3 separate regions of the Mus musculus genome follow, and regions 1 and 2 are each linked to region 3. Evidence: chromatin contacts called from public Hi-C data. All regions are on one chromosome and are shown on one strand. The core of a region is the stretch at or near the end of the contact, and the rest is flanking DNA. Distances in the headings are between cores, read along the strand shown. Region 1 has its middle 6.3 kb from the start of Gm31240. Region 2 overlaps Gm40678 (a long non-coding RNA gene). Region 3 overlaps 1700023F02Rik (RIKEN cDNA 1700023F02 gene).

Region 1 (2,700 bases), core at 198-2,697, 560 kb before region 3:
TACCTCCTAATAGTGCTGCTCTCTGAGCCCCTGGGGGCCATATATATATATACATTCAAGCCACCATACCCAGGGAGAAGTCAGAAGGTAACAGGAGGAAATCCAATTTCTTGAACAATGCTGATGATATTAAGTGATGAAGAGAAGGCTGTGAGGAGCTATAGTACTGCTCAGGGCTTTGAGGGCTTTTAGAACTTAGAAAGGATCGCTGGGGTAACAGATTCCCATGGTGACTTGAGTTCCTAACAAAACGGAATGGCACATGGGAGGCAGAGCTGGTTCTTGTAAAAGATGCTAATGTGAAATGTCCACAAACTATGGGAGCATTTCTGAAGGGAGATAGCCATGGCACACGTATCCAAAGAATGGGGAAGACAAAGAAAAAGATAGTGCCAAGGGCTAAGGGAGGGGGTTGTGTCTGTCATTTCTCTTTGTACACAACACATTCACGTTTTGGACGCCTCTTCCTTCTTCCTTCCCTTCCTGTCCTAAACTCATCCGTGAAAACCATGCATGTTCACTGTGGTCCATGGGAGAACATCAATAAAAAAGTCAGGTATGATGGCATATGTTTAGAATCCCAGCTCTGGTGAGGTAGACACGGGGCAACACCTGAGTTTTGGGGACCAGTCAGCTCAGTCTACTTGGTGGGTTCCAGGAGAATGAAAGACCTAGTCTCAAAAAACAAGATGCATAGCTCTCGATGAATGGACAGGAGCAGAACCTCTGGCCTCTACACACATGTGCACACACACTCTACATTTCTGTGTTCTCGATGACTAGTGCAGATCCCTCAACTGGCTTATGGTATGCTTACTCCTGAAGCCAGCCCTCTTTCTCATCTCTGGATCCTAGATCTGACACAGAAATAAAGACCCAGGGTAAGCCCCAGCCTTCCTCGTGATGCTGAGGTGGCAGGGTACCGTTTGATAAGGATGACTGCCGGCATGTGAACCAAGTACCATACATCTTTAGGGCTGACTTCAGTCAGGCACTCTGCTTAGTTTCTTACCAGATCTGGTGCCGAGAGTGCCAATTGATGTTTTGAAGAGTGTTCATCAATGGAGACTGTACAGGTAACTAGACTCCCCAGCTTTTGTTTTTCTTAAGGCTTTTTGAAAAGCAGATAGGAGAAGTATACACCAGCCATTGATATGTGAACATGCTGGGTACCCTGGCCTTCTTTAATTGTTAAGATAGATCACTGTGGGTAATGTAGTCATCTTTCCTAGTGGAGAATGGCTTATTTTTTATTTTTTATTTATTTTTTTATTTTTTGGGGGCGTGGGAATAGTTGAATTGGTAATGGGAAGGTAGAAGTGTTGTTTTGTGTCAAAATATTCATTTCTCCCATAACTGTTGAGTAAATGTAGCCATTAGAGTCTGCACACAGCCTTCCTTAATCCTTTGGAGTATTCAGGCAGCAGGCACATGTCTCCCGCGGGGAGACAGATTTGGGCGAGATGAGCATTTTCAGAAAGAGTGTGAATCTCTTTGCCATCTGGGAAGGGCACAGTTAATTTCCTTTGTGTTCAACGTGGATTCAGGTGACTCATGGCGGGGGGAGGGGGGAGGGAGGAGGGGGGAGGGGACTGGGAGAGGGTAGTTCTGAATTCTGGCTAATGACTGAATCCAGCTTTTCCTGCAGCTGCTAGAACTGAAGGCGTCCTAAAGGCAGAGGGAGCATCATACATATGCCCCTGAGATCTTTCTGATGGTCAGAGGCAACATCAGTTTTTTTTGCACTAAAGGTACGGTTCTCTAAGGTGGCCCTGTCACACTTTTGGATTGATTTTTCAATAGAAACTCCTTTTTAAGTGTCAGGTTGCTTTATATCAAATGGCCTTGCTTCCTGTGGAGTGGGCTTACCCACGTTTACCTCTTATTTTATTTCATTAACCCTTTTCTGAATGGTGATTACTGTGCACCAAATGCTAATCTCCATGACAACCATGTTAAGGCAGGTAAAGGACTATCATTTTGTAAGTGGGAGACCCAAGAGACAGACTAAGAACTTACCCACCAGCCAGGTGGTGGTGGTGCACACCTTTAATATCAGCAGAAGCAGGTGGATCTCCGAGTGTTTGAAGGTACCCTAGCCTACAGAGGGAGTTCTAGGACAGCCAGGGCTACATAGAGAAATGTTTTTAAAAACAAACAAACAAAACCAAAACACCAACCAGTAATAGTAAAAAACAAAACAAAACAAAAAACAAAACACATCCACTATCATTGTAAATAGCAAACCACAGCATGGCTCAGGGTGCTGGAACTGCGCTCCGCCAACCTGCCCTCCCTTGAGATTTATATCCTGGGTCAATTTCCTTCGTTTCTTTTCTCTAAGCAAGGGCTACCACATATTGCGCTGCTGTTCACTCACTGGGGAGGCTGAGTCCAGGACGCTAGGAACTGCATTCTAGTAGCTGGTGGGCAACCTTTCAGCATTTCGGCCTACCCAGTTCGTGATCGAAAACCCTTCAATGAATGGACAAAGAGAAAATCTGAAAGGAAACCAATCACAACGTTTGTTATTATTGTTATTATTATTATTTATGTTTTTTACAGTCTGGCCATTACACATCCGGGTCTGCTCTCTCACAGTTCCTCATCCCATTCCTCCTCCTCCTCCTCCTCCCTTCTCCACGAGGATGTCTCCACCCCTTCCCCTCGCACCAGGCCTCCCCACTCCCTGGGGCCTTA
Region 2 (2,700 bases), core at 9-2,508, 630 kb before region 3:
GGACACATGCTCCACTATGTTCATAGCAGCCTTATTTATAATAGCCAGAAGCTGGAAAGAACCTAGATGCCCCTCAACAGAGGAATGGATACAGAAAATGTGGTACATCTACACAATGGAGTACTACTCAGCTATTAAAAAGAATGAATTTATGAAATTCCTAGCCAAATGGATGGACCTGGAGGGCATCATCCTGAGTGAGGTAACACATTCACAAAGAAACTCACACAATATGTACTCACTGATAAGTGGATATTAGCCCCAAACCTAGGATACCCAAGATATAAGATATAATTTGCTAAACACATGAAACTCAAGAAGAATGAAGACTGAAGTGTGGACACTATGCCCCTCCTTAGATTTGGGAACAAAACACCCATGGAAGGAGTCACAGAGACAAAGTTTGGAGCTGAGATGAAAGGATGGACCATGTAGAGACTGCCATATCCAGGGATCCACCCCATAATCAGCATCCAAATGCTGACACCATTGCATACACTAGCAAGATTTTATTGAAAGGACCCAGATGTAGCTGTCTCTTGTGAGACTATGCCGGGGCCTAGCAAACACAGAAGTGGATGCTCACAGTCAGCTAATGGATGGATCATAGGGCTCCCAATGGAGGAGCTAGAGAACGTAGCCAAGGAGCTAAAGGGATCTGCAACCCTATAGGTGGAACAACATTATGAACTAACCAGTACCCCGGAGCTCTTGACTCTAGCTGCATATATATCAAAAGATGGCCTAGTCGGCCATCACTGGAAAGAGAGGCCCATTGGACTTGCAAACTTTATATGCCCCAGTACAGGGGAACACCAGGGCCAAAAAGGGGGAGTGGGTGGGCAGGGGAGTGGGAGTGGGTGGATATGGGGGACTTTTGGTATAGCATTGGAAATGTAAATGAGTTACATACCTAATAAAAAATGGAAAAAAAAAAAAAAAAAAAAAAAAAAAAAAGAGAGGTCTGGGTGAGTTATAGCGCATTTCCCATAGTGACCAGCAGATGGTAGCAAAGGCAAGGCTCATGGGCGGCAGGAACCCAGCTTGCTGCTCAGTTCAGAACAGTGTCAGAACATTGCCTTAATTTTGGTGTCAGCATAATAGCTTGTTCATCCCCTCCACCAGCCTCCTCTTCCTCAGGAAATAATAGTCTCTAAATCTTCGGGACTCAGACCCGCCAAATAGAACCCAACACGTGCCCTAATCACTTGGGCCAATTCTTCTCTCTGAATGGTGTCGCTTTACGTGGGACTTTTTCTGCGTGGCTGTGGTGCTGCAGTGCCAGGGTAAGCTGAACATATAGCCAGGCACTGGGCGTGAAGGGAAAACGCAGGAGACACCTTCAAGGCGCCAATTAGGGGAGAAGAGAAGGGCCAGTAATGCAGAGTGGTGGGCCAGAAGTATGCTTGCCCTTTGCGGTTCCGAGACCCTGGCAGACCGGCAAGGCGCCTCCCACTGCTTCTGACTCCATAGTTCCTTCCCTGAGACTAAGCCAGCCCTGGGACTCACACTTGGCTCACGGCAGGGAACTTGTTTCCTTCATAGCACTTTTGCAGTGTAATAGTAGAGTGATTATTGGATCTTACATTTAATGAATGCATCTGCCATTTGCCTGACAGTCAACCTCAGGAAGACAGGGTAGGTTCTGCTCCAGCCAATGCCTAGAGCCCGGTACAGTTATGGTCCAGTGAACTATACCATAATAATTTCACCATTACCCAGTAAGTAGATACTTGTTCCATGATGGCGTTGTAGTGGCTTCATTCCTCTCACGTAGGAAGAAAAGTCGAGGGTAGAAGCAGAAATCCAGGCTGACCTCGGTGGAGATGTTGGTGTGGTTGGTTTTAATGTACTCTTGGCACAAATAGAATCCACGGGGGAGGAAGCCTAACCCAAAGGATTGTCCTTATTGTGGTAAATTGATGCAGGAAGACTCACCATGACTGCGGGCGGGATCTTCTCTAGATGAAAAGGGCTTGGTGGGCGCAGGGTTTCTCCCCTTCCACTCGCTTGGGCTCCCTCTTGCCCCTGAGCTGTAGATTCCTGCTCTGATAGTAGAACCAGCATTTCCAAGTTTCTATCATGGTTCTCTAGGGAGCTTCTGTCTTCGGGAGCCAGATTGGGATGCTGAGGTACCCAGCCTTGTGGACTGTCCAACTACCCATTGTTGGGCCTGCCCCAGTAGAAGATAGCCATTGCAAGACAACCAGGGCTCCGAGGCACTAGCCTAAGGACAGAGTAACCTTTGGATTCTTAGTTCTCAGATGTGATTCTTTTGTTGTTACTATTTCATAGCTGACTCGAGTCTGCCTGTCTCTATCTACCTATCTATCTATCTATCTATCTATCTATCTATCTATCTATCTATCTATCTATCTATCTATCATCTCTCCATTTATCATCTACCTCCTACCAATTTATAATCTATCTATCGATCTATCTATCTATCTACCCACCCCCTCTCCCATCTGTCTTTAACTCATACAGCGATTTATTCAACATGTGTATTTGGCTGTGTTGCGTATGCGATCCAAACTTCAGTTTGTTTAATCTGTAAATTGGGGATCAGACTATGTCTCCTGCAGGGGGACCACATGCATGCAAAGAGATCCTCTATAGGAAATTCAAAAATGAGTAAGTCGAGAAATGCTGTTGGTTTGTGTGTTGGAGGCTCTGTTTGTCATCTCCGGGAGGCCCAGT
Region 3 (2,700 bases), core at 68-2,567:
TTTGAGAGCTCTGGTTCTTTAGCCTAAATATCAAAAGGCAGTTTTGTGTTGTTGTTGCTTAATTTGGCTGTTTTTAATATATCTTCAATATTAATTCTCTGTCAGATATGTAGACAGCAAATTTTCCCTTTCCATAGTGTCCCATTCGGGTTTTTGGTTGCCTTTCTTGTGCCAAAGTCTCTCAATGTCATGCAACCCTGTTTATCAATTCTTCATTATTTCTTGTGCTATATGAAAATCCCTGATTATATCCCGAAGTGTTTTATGTATGTTTTCTCTAATGGTTTCACAGTTATGGGTAGTACATTAAAGCTTTTGATACCTTAGGAATTAGCTATAGTGCAGCATGAGAGATACTGATCTGGCTTCATTTGTCTACTTGGGAGCATCTCCTTTTCCAAACTCCATGGTCCTGAGGAATGTGTACGACCACTGTGTACCCAAGATAATCTCTTCATCTTCAAATACTTATCTGCAGACTGACCTGACTCAGTTATAGGAACATGGAATATACTTGGATATTTCAGTCATTGTGTGCTACTTTAGGCTTCTTCTTCTCTGTGATGGGAAAGGACAAGACAATTTTAAATCATTTAAGTTTATTTAGGACGAGCATGCCTCAATGAGTGGTCATTATTCTTCATACTTGAAAATAATTGAGAAGAAGATTGGTTATTTTACTGGGCAGTAGAGACCATCACAAGGGGGAGGGAAGGGAGAGAGGGGAGGGGGGAGGGGAAAAAGGGGAGGAGCAGTAGAGGGAGCGGAATAGAGCAAGCGAAGATCGAGCCATGCAGAGGTAATATAGAAGATAGAAACACATGTTTTGTTTTTAAATATTGAGTAGAGGAACCCAATTCACGAATACTCAGAATCATAGGAAATGAGGAGGAAAGAATCTGAATGACAGGACACTGGCTGCACAACATATCATTGGAAAATGGCATGATCAGAGCAATGGATATGAGAAATGAAGTCATAGTAATTTGTAGATTCCTTTTATCACATTCACTTCCCTTCACCCCGTGTGTATGTGTGTGTGTGATTTTGTGCTTTCACAGTGTTAAATCCACCAAGTCCTAGATGAGATGCTTAGGTGTATAAGCTTTCAAGTGTGTGACAATTAGTCTGCTAGTTGACTACTTGGTGCATGAGAAATCACCTATCACAGAGAACTTAAGGCATCGATCTATTTAGTCTTGATTCCAAATGAAGTAGCCAGTGGGAAGTTTCTGGAAATCTGTTGGGCTTGGCAGGGCTCTCTTGTGTGCCTGTAGTCAACTGCCAGGTTGCCAGGTGGCTTTACTGGCCCCATTTGGGCTCTCTTTCATGTGCATTAGGCCCCCAGCTGAGACATCTGTCCCAATTTACTGTCCTATGCATGTCTCATCCTAAGAGCCAAACTGGTCATATCCTGTTCTTTTTGAGATTATAACGAAATTACATCATTTCTGCTTTCCCTTTCCTCATTCTCATATACTTCTCCTCTCTGTCTTTCAAATACATGTCCTCATTTATCATTAATTGTTGTTATATGTCTATATGAGTGTGTATATATATGCATTCCTAAATATATATGCACACACACAAATATATATATATATATATATATATATATATATATATATATATCACAAACATAAAATTATATGTTACATTTTTTTTCAGAGATTACCGTCTTGGTATTTTGGTATTGGATAACCAATTCATGAGCTCTTCTCTGGGAAAGGCTTTCGCCTCTTTTAGCATTCCTTAGTTGCCTGTAGTTTTTGTATGGGTTTGAGGCCTTGTGGGTTTTCTCCCTGACTTCCTTAGCATGTTTTATTGTTTAAATCTTTGTTCTCCATTTTTAGCTCATGTTTAGGTAGTCATGCTGGTGAGACTTTATAGGTGTAGCTTCTGACATTACTATGAGGCACAATCTCACAGCAAACTCCCTGATCCTCTGCCTCTTCTAATCTTTTGGCCTCCTCTTATACAATGCTTCCTGAGCCTTAAATGTGGAAATTGTATTGTATGCAAAAACATTGGAACTGGGATATAGGACTCTGTTGGTTATAGTTTTCTGTAATTAACTGTGTCTGTTGCAAAGAGAGACTTCCTTGATTAGGAATGAAGACTATATTTTTCTGTGGGTATAAAGATAAACATTTAAAATATAGTTATGGATTATGTTGTTTTAGTAAAGTGGTGACTATAGGTTCTATTCGAATAAGCATGGTTTTACTAGCCTTGGGTAGTTGGATAGGTTTCTAGAACTAGGCATGTTTTCCCTCTTGTCGAGTGGGTCTTAAGTCAAATTAGAGAGCTGTTGGTTACTACCAATGTATGCATGCCATTACGGCACCCTTAGGGTTCTCCTGCCTTGCTGGTTGTTGGTTATTGTTAACAGGAGATACAACTGGGTATGACAGTTGGATGCTTCTCTCCTTTAGAAACTTGCATGGTATCTTCTAGTAACATGAAAGCTAGTTTTTAGGGGGAAAGCATTCAGGCCAATTTTAGCTCAGATGTCTTTGAGCTCTGTATATGAAGTCCATGGTTTCTTTAGCAATAGAGACTTACTTTCCACCTCTAGTGGGCAACCAAGGGAAATACCAATAGCCTTGTAGTGTTTTATGAAAATCTGTTGGACAATGCTGGCCAACAGCTCAGAGGAGGGCTTCTCATGTGATGGTGTTGCTATTTTGTGAATATGTT

What was found. A called contact is a pair of places that touch in the nucleus more often than the background predicts.
Region 1: a contact with region 3 is called in a Hi-C map of cerebellum, with 2.0 times the contacts expected there. The contact joins two enhancer-like sites. A contact is called at or near these places in 2 of 484 Hi-C or Micro-C datasets (both in cerebellum).
Region 2: a Hi-C map of cerebellar granule neurons shows a contact between it and region 3, with 3 times the contacts expected there. The contact joins two enhancer-like sites. A contact is called at or near these places in 2 of 484 Hi-C or Micro-C datasets (cerebellar granule neurons and cerebellum).

The regions. Positions count from the first base shown.
Region 1 is chr10:66,737,983-66,740,682 of GRCm38.p6, reverse strand. It overlaps the pseudogene Gm18777. Among named protein-coding and RNA genes, the nearest start is that of Gm31240, 6.3 kb to the left of the region's middle. Within about 2 kb of position 1,447, at least 3 of the 459 cell types and tissues checked have an H3K27ac peak or open chromatin away from gene starts, as enhancers often do. A contact at or near this core is called in cerebellum, where this site is marked.
Region 2 is chr10:66,806,114-66,808,813 of GRCm38.p6, reverse strand. The region is part of intron 2 of Gm40678 (a long non-coding RNA gene); the gene reads left to right. Among named protein-coding and RNA genes, the nearest start is that of Gm40678, 22 kb to the left of the region's middle. Within about 2 kb of position 1,258, at least 12 of the 459 cell types and tissues checked have an H3K27ac peak or open chromatin away from gene starts, as enhancers often do. A contact at or near this core is called in cerebellar granule neurons and cerebellum, where this site is marked.
Region 3 is chr10:66,180,043-66,182,742 of GRCm38.p6, reverse strand. The region is part of intron 2 of 1700023F02Rik (RIKEN cDNA 1700023F02 gene); the gene reads left to right. Among named protein-coding and RNA genes, the nearest start is that of Gm22829, 11 kb to the right of the region's middle. Within about 2 kb of position 1,317, at least 2 of the 459 cell types and tissues checked have an H3K27ac peak or open chromatin away from gene starts, as enhancers often do. A contact at or near this core is called in cerebellar granule neurons and cerebellum, where this site is marked.